Linked DNA regions of Anas platyrhynchos: region 2 is linked to region 1. A link is a contact called in public Hi-C data. All regions are on one chromosome and are shown on one strand. The core of a region is the stretch at or near the end of the contact, and the rest is flanking DNA. Distances in the headings are between cores, read along the strand shown. Region 1 has its middle 15 kb from the start of RECK. Region 2 holds the start of TGFBR1 (transforming growth factor beta receptor 1).

Evidence for each region. Hi-C and Micro-C count contacts between places; a contact is called where the count stands out from the background.
Region 2: a Hi-C map of small yellow follicle shows a contact between it and region 1, with 2.3 times the contacts expected there. The contact joins the promoter of TGFBR1 here to the enhancer-like site in region 1. A contact is called at or near these places in 5 of 8 Hi-C or Micro-C datasets (F1 follicle, F5 follicle, skeletal muscle and 2 more).

Annotation. Positions count from the first base shown.
Region 1 is chr2:112,672,936-112,677,815 of IASCAAS_PekinDuck_T2T, reverse strand. No RefSeq gene overlaps it. Among named protein-coding and RNA genes, the nearest start is that of RECK, 15 kb to the right of the region's middle. Within about 2 kb of position 2,780, at least 4 of the 8 cell types and tissues checked have an H3K27ac peak or open chromatin away from gene starts, as enhancers often do. A contact at or near this core is called in F1 follicle, F5 follicle and small yellow follicle, where this site is marked.
Region 2 is chr2:112,708,601-112,713,480 of IASCAAS_PekinDuck_T2T, reverse strand. TGFBR1 (transforming growth factor beta receptor 1) reads left to right here and starts at 2,896. Exons shown (of 9, transcript XM_038174427.2): 1 at 2,896-3,062. The coding sequence starts at 2,984.

The DNA of each region.
Region 1 (4,880 bases), core at 1,531-4,030:
TATATGCATTTATATAGAAGTAAGAGCTACCATTTACATATAAGAGCTGGTGAGAATTTCAAAAGACTTCAGCAGCTGACTTCAGTGTGTTGCAGAACAGCAAGTCTGCTTGTGTTGAATTGGATTGCTCCTGTTCAAAACTCAGTTATAAACTGATGTTATATTTCTGAAGGAATTAAGATGCAGACACAGCAACAAAAGTAAGATGTCTTGGCCTTATGTGCAGCCATTTTAATTGAAATTAGAATAGCTAGTTGGGATGCACCTACAAAGATCATCAAGTCCAACTGCCTGACCACTTCAGGGCTAAGCAAAAGTTAGAGCATGTTACTAAGGGCATTGTCCAGGATGCTTCTCGAACACTGACAGGCATGGGGCATCAACCACCTTGCGAGGATGCCTGTTGCAATGAAGGAATCTTTCCAGATATCTAATGTAAACCTCCCCTGCCTCAGCTTTATGCTATTCCCATGCACTAATTACAATGGCACCTCTAATCACCTCTTTTGACCAGATGGCTGTTTTGTGTTTAATGTACCCCAGAATACGGTTTGCCCTCTTAGCTGTTAGGGCATTCCGAAATCACCAGCATAGCTTCTAGTAAACTCTCTCTGAACTGTATTGGGAATCCTTAAGGTATCCAGAGAAAAACAAAAGCAGTATCAAAATGTGTTCATCTTTCACAGAAGGTATGATTATTTGGTTGAAAACATGCTTGTGCTTCTCCAATGAATGACTAGAGGAAAGCCTTCCCCAACACTAAAAACAACAAAAAAAAATCAGTAAAATAAAATCCTATGTTCCTCTCGTAAATCTGTCAGAGAAAATGTATGGCCTCAAAATAGCATAATAGTGTTGACATCTATCAAGCTTAATTTTCATTGAATGTGGATTTCTATGTTTGATGCTTTCAGGATAAGATTTAGGTTGAAGTTAGGTTACTAAAATACATCTGATGGCAATTAGATGTTCTTGTCAGGTGGTTTTTGATCTGGGTGCAATATAGTCTTGCATGATATTTTTACATTGCTACAAGGAGTTGACAAAGTGTATGTGGTCATCTTTCATGGGACTTGCTCTGAGGTGTGCCTAATTAAAAAAAAAAAAATGAAAATCTGTAAATATCAAACACTTAACCAAGTTACTTCTAAGTGAGGCTCTTTTGCAGTTTTAGAATCATAGATCATTTTAGAAGAACTGCTGAATTCAAGGTTTGCATGCTACTTTACGCTGCTCGTTCAGCATAGTTGGTGTTTGCTATCAAAATTCAAAGTGTTCAAGGAGAAAATGTCTCAGGGAAACTGAGGTGTATTTTCTGCTTTAAAAATCAAAACCAATCAAAATGCACCCTTCTGCAGCAAGGTAGTATAATGAACTTTTGAACTTTAGTTCCTTTACTGTTTTGTTACAAGATTTATTCACTGAGAGGCCCAAAAAATGTGAAATTACACTATTAGGAATGCTGCAAATCAGACATTTCTACCTCTTTATGGTCATTTTATCCTAAACAAATGAAGTTCCCAACATTTCAAAATGAATCAAACTGATGAGCCCAGCAGAGAGAGTTAATGCAGGCTAGGTGCAGGGTGTCATTTTAATCACTATGGTAAAGATCCTGAAAGTTAAAAAGAAAAAAAAAAAAAAAAAAAAAACCTCATCCTTTGTTTTAAAGATTTTTACTGTCATTTTTCAGACTTCTTTGGAAGAGTCAATAAACTTACCTCCCTCAAAAATCTTATGTATGGTCTTAGAATACTTACTGCAAAGAAACTTCCGTAAGTAGCAAAACGTGTAGAACCTAAGATAAATGCCAACTAATAGCTAAGAAAAGTGAAGGCTTTGAAAATCCATAAAGACCAAGCCAAGTTACAGACAACTTTTTCTTAACTGAAAAAAAAAAAAATTTTATTATTATTATTATTATTATTATTATTATTATTTTCTATGCTGTGGGATGCATTATGTGGCCAGATAAAATGTTGACAGGTGGTAATTGTGGATCATTGCTTGCTAATGTACGTTGCATTTTGTTTAAAGGAGTTGTGGCTGTCAATCCAGTCCTGCCAGGTCCAAACCACCAAAAAAGAAGTAAGCTGGCACTGATGCTTGTCTGGGAAGGTTCTGGAGCGCGAAGGGGAGTAGGCAGAAAAGGGCAAACATTGTCAGGGCCTGCAAAATAGGGGAGCCTGCTGGAGGGAGGCAGAGGTGATAGGAAGAAAAAAAAAAAAAAGGACTTGTATGGAGTTTGTTACAAGTTCATGCAGTGGTTTTACCTTGCTAGGCAGCTGAACATCACAAGTGCTCTATCGCTCCCCCTCCCCAGAAAAGGAAGAGAAGAAAAAAACACCTCACAGGTTGAGATAAGGATAATTTAATTAAAGGAAAAATAATTATTAAGGGAAAAAATGTTAAGGGAAAATTGAATAATTTAAAGGGGAAGAGGAAAGGGGGTGGGGGGGTAAAGAGCAACGGCTGTGTTAAAGCACAGAGAGAGAGGAAAGTTACCTCCCACCAACTAGCTATGCTTGACCACATCCTTGAAGCAGGGCCTCAATACACTTAGCCCCGTTGTTTAGGAGGACAGGCGTTTTCATAACAAGAGCCCACCCCTCCCCTCTCCTTCCTTTTTCCACTTTTATTGCTGAGTGTGGCACCGCATGGTATGGAATATCCCTTTGGTTGGTTTAGGTCAGCTGGCACGGTGATGTTCCTTCCTCACTTCTTGCCCACCCCCAGCCTGCTGGGTCTGGAGGGAGTCCTGATGCTGCTGTGCCAGCAGGGCTCTGCAGTAGACACAACACTGGTGTGATACCACTGCTGTTCTAGGTACATGTGCAGAGCACAGCTCTGTATGGGCTGCTGCAGGGAAAGTTAACTCCAACCCAGCCAGACCCAGCACAGCTCAGAAAGCTTCAAAAAATATGCTGGGTGAGGGCAGAGATTTCAAACCTTTTCATTTTTATTCTAGCTTGCCCAGCAGACCTCAGCTTCTTCAGTTGAAGTATTAACATATTTCTCAGGATACTGTTAGCTTTTAATGACTTTGGTGGTTTGTGGCTGTTTAAGATGTGTAGACAGTTCCCCCTCAAAGGACTAGCTTAGTCAAAAAACAGTTAAAAAAAAAAAAAAAAAAAAAAAATTGTCAATCCTTCCAGAAATTTGTTCAATTTAGGATAGTGAAAGATTTGAAGGCACAGATATGGTGAAAGCTTCTTGTTACTCTGTGTTTCTATTCACGTTACTTGGGCACTAGCTGCAGAGCTTGAACAGCTATTTTGAAAACTAAAAAATTGATGAAATCAGAAAGGGATGTCATGGATTTAAATTTCTTTAGGAGAAATCTCTAAGATATTTGCCTAAAGAAGCCAAATACCATAAATCTCTCAAAATGCTGTCATGTTACATGGACAATCTACATTAATGAAAAAGTGCAAGAGTCGAAGGCAGAGGAAATGTAACTTAAAAACCAAACAAGTGTTGTGAATCTCATAATAAACAATGTTATGTTAGGAAAGAGAAGAGCTTGGATGTCTACCAGTCCTCTTATGTATAAAAAGCATGAAAAGAAAATGGTGCAGGCATAACAGACTCTTTGAGTTGTTCTAAGCACATTACTTTCTTGAACTCAGTCCAGAATTTCATTCTTGAATTGCTAAATTGCTAGCTGCAAGAACTACGTAATACGGTTATCTAAAAACTAGCTTTTTATCACATTAAGGAATATCTCATCAGGAACATCTGCTTGATGTATGACTTCATGAAGGAGATGTTTGAGTGCGTTACCAGACATCAGCTAGGAATAGAAGGCAGCCACCATAACATGTCTGCCCACAGCAGGCTATATACACCATGGTATGTGTAACATAGTAATGCCTGCACAGGGTTGTAGTTTTACTCAGCTGGGCAGCTGAGTTCCTCTACAACTGGTCTCACTCCCCACCCCCTCCTCAAAGGAAAAAATAATGAAAATGGTGCAAGGGTTGAGATAAGACAGGGACATCACTTAATAATCATCACCATGGGCAAAACAGACTCAGCACAGGGAAATTAATGTAATTTATTGCCTATTACCAATAAGTTAGAGCAGTGAGAAACTAAAAACTCCTTCTCCCCCCATCCACCCTCTCCTTCCTCCTCCTCCAAGCAGCTCAGAGGAACAGGGAATGGGGGCTGCCATTAGTCCCTGATGCTTTGTCTCTGCTGTTCCCTCATGGTCACTCTGCCTCTACTCCCCGTTGGGTCCCTCCCACGGGATGCCGTCCTTCCCAAACTGAGCCTGCAGGGGCTGCCCACAGGCAGCAGCTCTTCAAACACTGCTCCCAAACGGCTTTGTCCCACGGGGCCCATCCATCCCCCAGGAGCAAACTGCTCCAGCACGGGTCGCCCATGGGTGGGTGGCAGCTCCCCCCAGACCCCTGCTGCTGAGTGGGCTCCTCTCCACGGGCTGCAGCTCCGGCCCAGGGCCTGCTCCTGCAGGGGCTCTCCATGGGCCACAGCCTCCTCCAGGCCACATCCACCTGCTCCACCGGGGGCTCCTCCACCCGTGGGGGGGCTGCAGCGTGGAGATCTGCTCCATGTGGGACCCATGGGCTGCAGGGGGACAGCCTGCTCCACCAGGGGCCTCTCCCTGCACAGGCTGCAGGGGAACTGCTGCTGCCTGCCTGGAGCACCTCCTGCCCTCCTGCTGCACTCACCTGGGGGGCTGCAGGGCTGGTGCTCACTCCTCACTCTCCTAGCTGCTGCTGGGAGAACATAGCAGTTTGTTTCCCTTTCTTAAATCTGCTCCTACAGAGACACAAACAATACTGCTCATTGTCTTGGTTCTGGCCAGCAGTCGGTCCCTTTAGAGCCAGCTGAAATTGGCCCTTATCTGACATGGA
Region 2 (4,880 bases), core at 1,647-4,146, 36 kb before region 1:
CAGCCTCTTTACTTCTGGCTACCCACCCCCAGCCTAACCAGTCTTCTTAGTCACTTCTGTGTTTAGTAACATGCCTCAGACTACATATTTCCTCACTGCTTTTAGCATAAATTAGACCGCTCTTTTGTGAGTGCAGCCCCAGGGCAGGTACTGCGGGCTGTGGCTTAGCCACAGTGGCCGCAGTGGGCCTGGTGGCGGTGCTGGCCCCCACAGTGATGGACCTGGTCCTCATGATGCTGGGCCTGGACACAGCAGGCGGCCCCATGGTGTCCTGTCTCCAAGAAGCTGCCCTCACAGAGAGGCCCTCGCCGGGATCATGGCCCAAGGGCTCCAAGGCATCTTCCTGTAACACAAGTCCTGTGAGGAGCAGCTGAGGGAACTGGGGTTGTTTAGTCTGGAGAAGAGGAGGCTCAGGGAAGACCTCATTGCTCTCTGCAACTACCTGAAAGGAAGGTGTGGGGAGCTGCATGTTGGCCTCTTCTTGCAGGTGACTAGTGATAGGACTAGAGGGAATGGCCTCAAGTTGTGCCAGGGGAGGTTTAGGTTGGAAATGAGGAGACATTTCTTCTCAGAAAGAGTAGTCAGGCATTGGAATATGTTGTCCAGGGGGGTGGTGTAGTCCCCGTCCCTGGGGATGTTCAAGGAAAGGCTCAACCTGGTGCATAGGTACATGGTTTAGCGGGTGATATTGGTAATAGGGTGATGGTTGGGCCAGATGATCTTTGAGGTCTTTTCCAGCCTTAATGATTCTATGAGACTTACAGTCAACACTGCCCTTTGTGAATATACCATACCTGATTTCAAATTAAGCTGGACATTGTAACTGTAGGAAACAAAGTTTGAGGGGTTTAATAGCAGCACCATTAAAACTGCCATCACTGCAATCTGCTTAAGTGCAAACTAAGAACTTACAACGCTGCAATATACTTGCAAACCTACTAGCTGTAGGATAACTAGTGTAAGCTGTAAGGCCCAAGCAACTGTATACTGAAGCAGTATGAAGCAGTGCTACCTGATTCATAATTCTGAGATACGGATCTGTCATGTTTCACAGACAGTGAATTAAAAGGAAAATTTTAAGACATATGACACCTTTTAACTGACCTCCTGATAATGGGGATAATGAACTGGGTTTGCTTACTTAAGATCTCACTGTATTTAGTTTTGGAGGGACAGATGAGGTAAACCTGGCAATATCTATAAAAGTTAGATGTGTAAAAACTCTGGGTATTCTATAAAGCAGTGACAAAATAATAATAATAATGATAATCTGCTGCTTGCCTCTGATTTAGCAGCATCACAGTCTTCTGCTAAAGTTTCTGATTTGTGAGCTTACAGAAAAGGGAAGCAAATAAGTACTTTCATTCTTTCTGTGCTAATTTGAGTAAAATTGCTTGAGAAAATAAAGGATCTGGTTTTCTTTGTTGTGTTGGGGGCTTTTTTTGGCTTTTTTGATGGAAAACAGCTTATTCTGTTGACTTGGAAAATATTACACGTTCAGTATTTTTCCTCTTACTGACCGTAACTTGTAAATGTCACAATGCACCAAACAGTTTAAAAAACATAAAATTCAGCTAATTAAATGAAGAGAAAACTATAAAAACTGCAAATGAAGTTTTGCAACATCTTATTTCCTCTTGCACTACCACTAACCATACATATTTTCTTGTTGAAACACAGATTAACTAGAAATTTTTGTTAGCCTGATACAGTACTTCTTATCCTAAAAGACTGACAGAGCTGTTAGTACCACGTTTCTGTTAGACCATATAGCAGTATAACCACGGCTGTTCGACCACATTGCGGTCGCTGTTAGTACCACATTTCCATACACTTTTGCTTCAAAAACTGAACGATTTTTATTAGTGCCCATTTGTTTAAGTAAATCTACTTATGAGTATTCGTATATTTGATCTTAGTCAAAAGCTAATCCATAGAACAATTTGTTCTGTGTAATTTCCTGTCATCACTTGTCCCTTTTCAAAACTGGTTACATTTTAATGCTTTATGTAGCTCCTCAGCACGTGTTTTTCTTGCATTACAGAGTGCTGTTTGAACCTCCCATACATGCTCAAGTATTTGCTTTCTTTCTGGAAGGTGGAAAGTAAAAGACTATTCAAAACCTGTCCATAATTCTTGCAAGAAATAATAAATTCTTGCAAGAAATAAGACTAAGTATAGATCAAATGTTCCACTCTCTGGGTCCTGCATATTTTATGCAATGTATCTAAAGGCCACCGTGTTCTAGTAGAGGTATGGAACAAACCCATGTTTAAACCGCGGATAATCCTGGTGTAATAACCTGCTTTAATGAATGTGTGAAATAACGTGGGAGCTGCAAACGGGGTCTAGAAAGGTTCTAGCCTTATACTAATGCAGGTAGGCTCTACCCTATCTCATCCTGATGCAGGTAGGCTCTACCCTATGACCTTTTAGGCTACAGGAAGACAAATCCTTTGCTCCTGAGCTGCAGGCGGGCTGCGGGGCTAGCATCACGAAGGCTGAGCTTCCTCTATACGGCTGCCAGCGGGTCTGTGAGCAAGCTGTCACAGCGCCCGTGCGTTACACCTACACCCGTGTGTGAGAGAAACGCATCAGAGGCAGCACCGGGACGGGCTCTGCCTGCCTCCCCTAACCCACACCCACACCCAGGCAGCTTCTACAGACGAATTCCTCAGCTCCTGGGGCTGCTTCCCCTCTCTCAACGAGCCTCCTGCCGGAAGCCCTCTCGGGCGGACAGACGAAAGCGGATGCTCAGCGGCGAGGCTGCCGCCAGCCCCCAGCCCGCCCCTCAGCCCCGCCGCGGGGGTGGGACGGGGACGGGGACGGAGGGGGGGGGGAGCGGCCAATCAGGCGGCGCCTCCGCGGCCGCGGCAGCAGCGGCAGGAGGGAGGCGAGGAGCGGGGCGGGGCGGGCTGAGGCGCTGCGGGGCCGCGCGCGCGCGCGCTCGCTGGGGCTGGCGTTGCGGGTTCGAGACCGGAGCATGGCGCTACCGGCCACTCGGCCGGGCTGGGCCCCGCTGCGCCTGGCGGCGGCCGCGCTGCTCTTCCCCGCGGCGGCCGGTGAGCGTCTGAGGGGCAAGATAGGGGGAGATAAGGGTGGAAAGGAATTGGGGTGAGGGGGTTGAGAGCGAGCGGGGTCAGTGCGCGGTGCTGGAGGCGGGGGGTAGGGGAGCGGCGGCGGGCGGCTGCGGGTCCGCGGCGGTTCCTTTCAACAACATGGCGGAGGGGCTGGCTGGGGCGGAGGCGCCACCCCCCTGGTGTCCGAGCCCGGCAGGGCCCGCGGCCGGCTCGTCCCTTTGTTGGCCGGGCGGGTGCGGTGAGGGGCGGGCGAGGTGCCCGGGGTGCCTCAGCAGCCCCCTGCCGCCCCGCTGGTGTGTGCTGCCTGAACCCTCTCCAGCCCCGCCAGGTGGGTACGCGGCTGTAGGTACGCAGGCGGTGGGGCTGAGCCTCCTTTCTTCTTGGGGAAACTTGTGGCTGCTCCCTGGGAGCGCTGGCGTCGTCCCGGGGAAATCCCGCTATGTCTCCTCGCAGCGTGTCAAAGGGCGCTTGCAGGCAGCGCAGCGGAGAGAGGAGGCGTGAGGCGGTGCTCGGAGCCTCCCCGGAGTGAGGGTAAGAGATCCCCCGGCTGCCATGTCGGGCGCTTTAACACGCCACGTTGTAGCGTGTTTACAGTGTCTGCGGGGAAGCTGTGACGAGGGAGGTGGGCGAGCTTTCCCTCGCAGCCAGACAGCCGTGTTTGCCTTGCCAGGACCGCACCACGAGGAAGTGAAGGCTGCAGTGAGCGTCGCACAGTGAAGTGGCTTTGTTCTGCTGGCTTCTCTGTACCTGTGGCGTCTTGTGAGAGAGAGATGTTTGTTATACAAGTCTTACAGATGCCTGGTTCTAATTGCTGTAGGTTCCAGCTGCATCTCTAGTGAGAGGTTAATGACAGATGCACAAAATCTGATTTATAATGAATTCCAGTTCCTAAATTATTCTGCAGGTGGGTTGTATACTGCTTTGGGTTTTAAAGAGGAAACGGAGAAGCACCACAACTTATTCCAGCTATAAGACATCTGGGGTTTCACCGTGCTGTTCGCAGTTCACTTTAAGGTGGTACTTACACTGTAAAGAAAATACTGCTTAAAGCAAACCAACTTGCTAAACTAAAATACTCTATTGCTTGTCAGTCTTCTTACTAAAGGAGGTGGAGAATCTTTTGTTGTGGAAACAGTGAAGTAAGCCTAAGTTAACCATTGATTTTTCTTGTGTTCGTGAAAAGGTGTAGCAGGCTTTAATAATTTGAAGCTTTCTTACATACCGTATCCAATCTAGATGTTGAGGGAAACTTTAACTTGATTTCAGCTTTGAAGCTTTCTTTTCCCTTTTAATGCTTCTAGTCTGTCAAGAATTCCCATTCAATCTCTTTCAGGAAAGAAAGGTCTGAAAGCTTTATGTGAAAACAAGGTAATAGATTTCTATGCAAAAGCTTAAGGTTGGAAGTAGAAGTGTTCTTTTGTGTGTGTATCTCTTTCTGTTTGTTTGTTTTAAGTGGGGCAGGAGGGGAAAGAAGTCCGCCTTGTCCAGAGTAATGGGTGGGGATCTAGGGCTCATGATCCATAGCTCGTAGACAAGTCCTCTCTTACTGGTAAAGGGATTAAATTGTCTGAATACTGTGCTGTAAGTTGACAAAGACGCGTGACATATGATTTGTATACAGTTACTTAGCATTCTTTGCAAAAGTTAGACATTTTCTGATTGCAAAACAACATCAGAAGCAGCATGCTAGTTTAATGTGTGAATGAATCCTCTTGTGATATGTTTTGTATGAAAATCAGACATGTCATGAATCACAGTGGCTAGCTGACTTCCTGTCAAGCTCTACTTTTTAAGCCTACT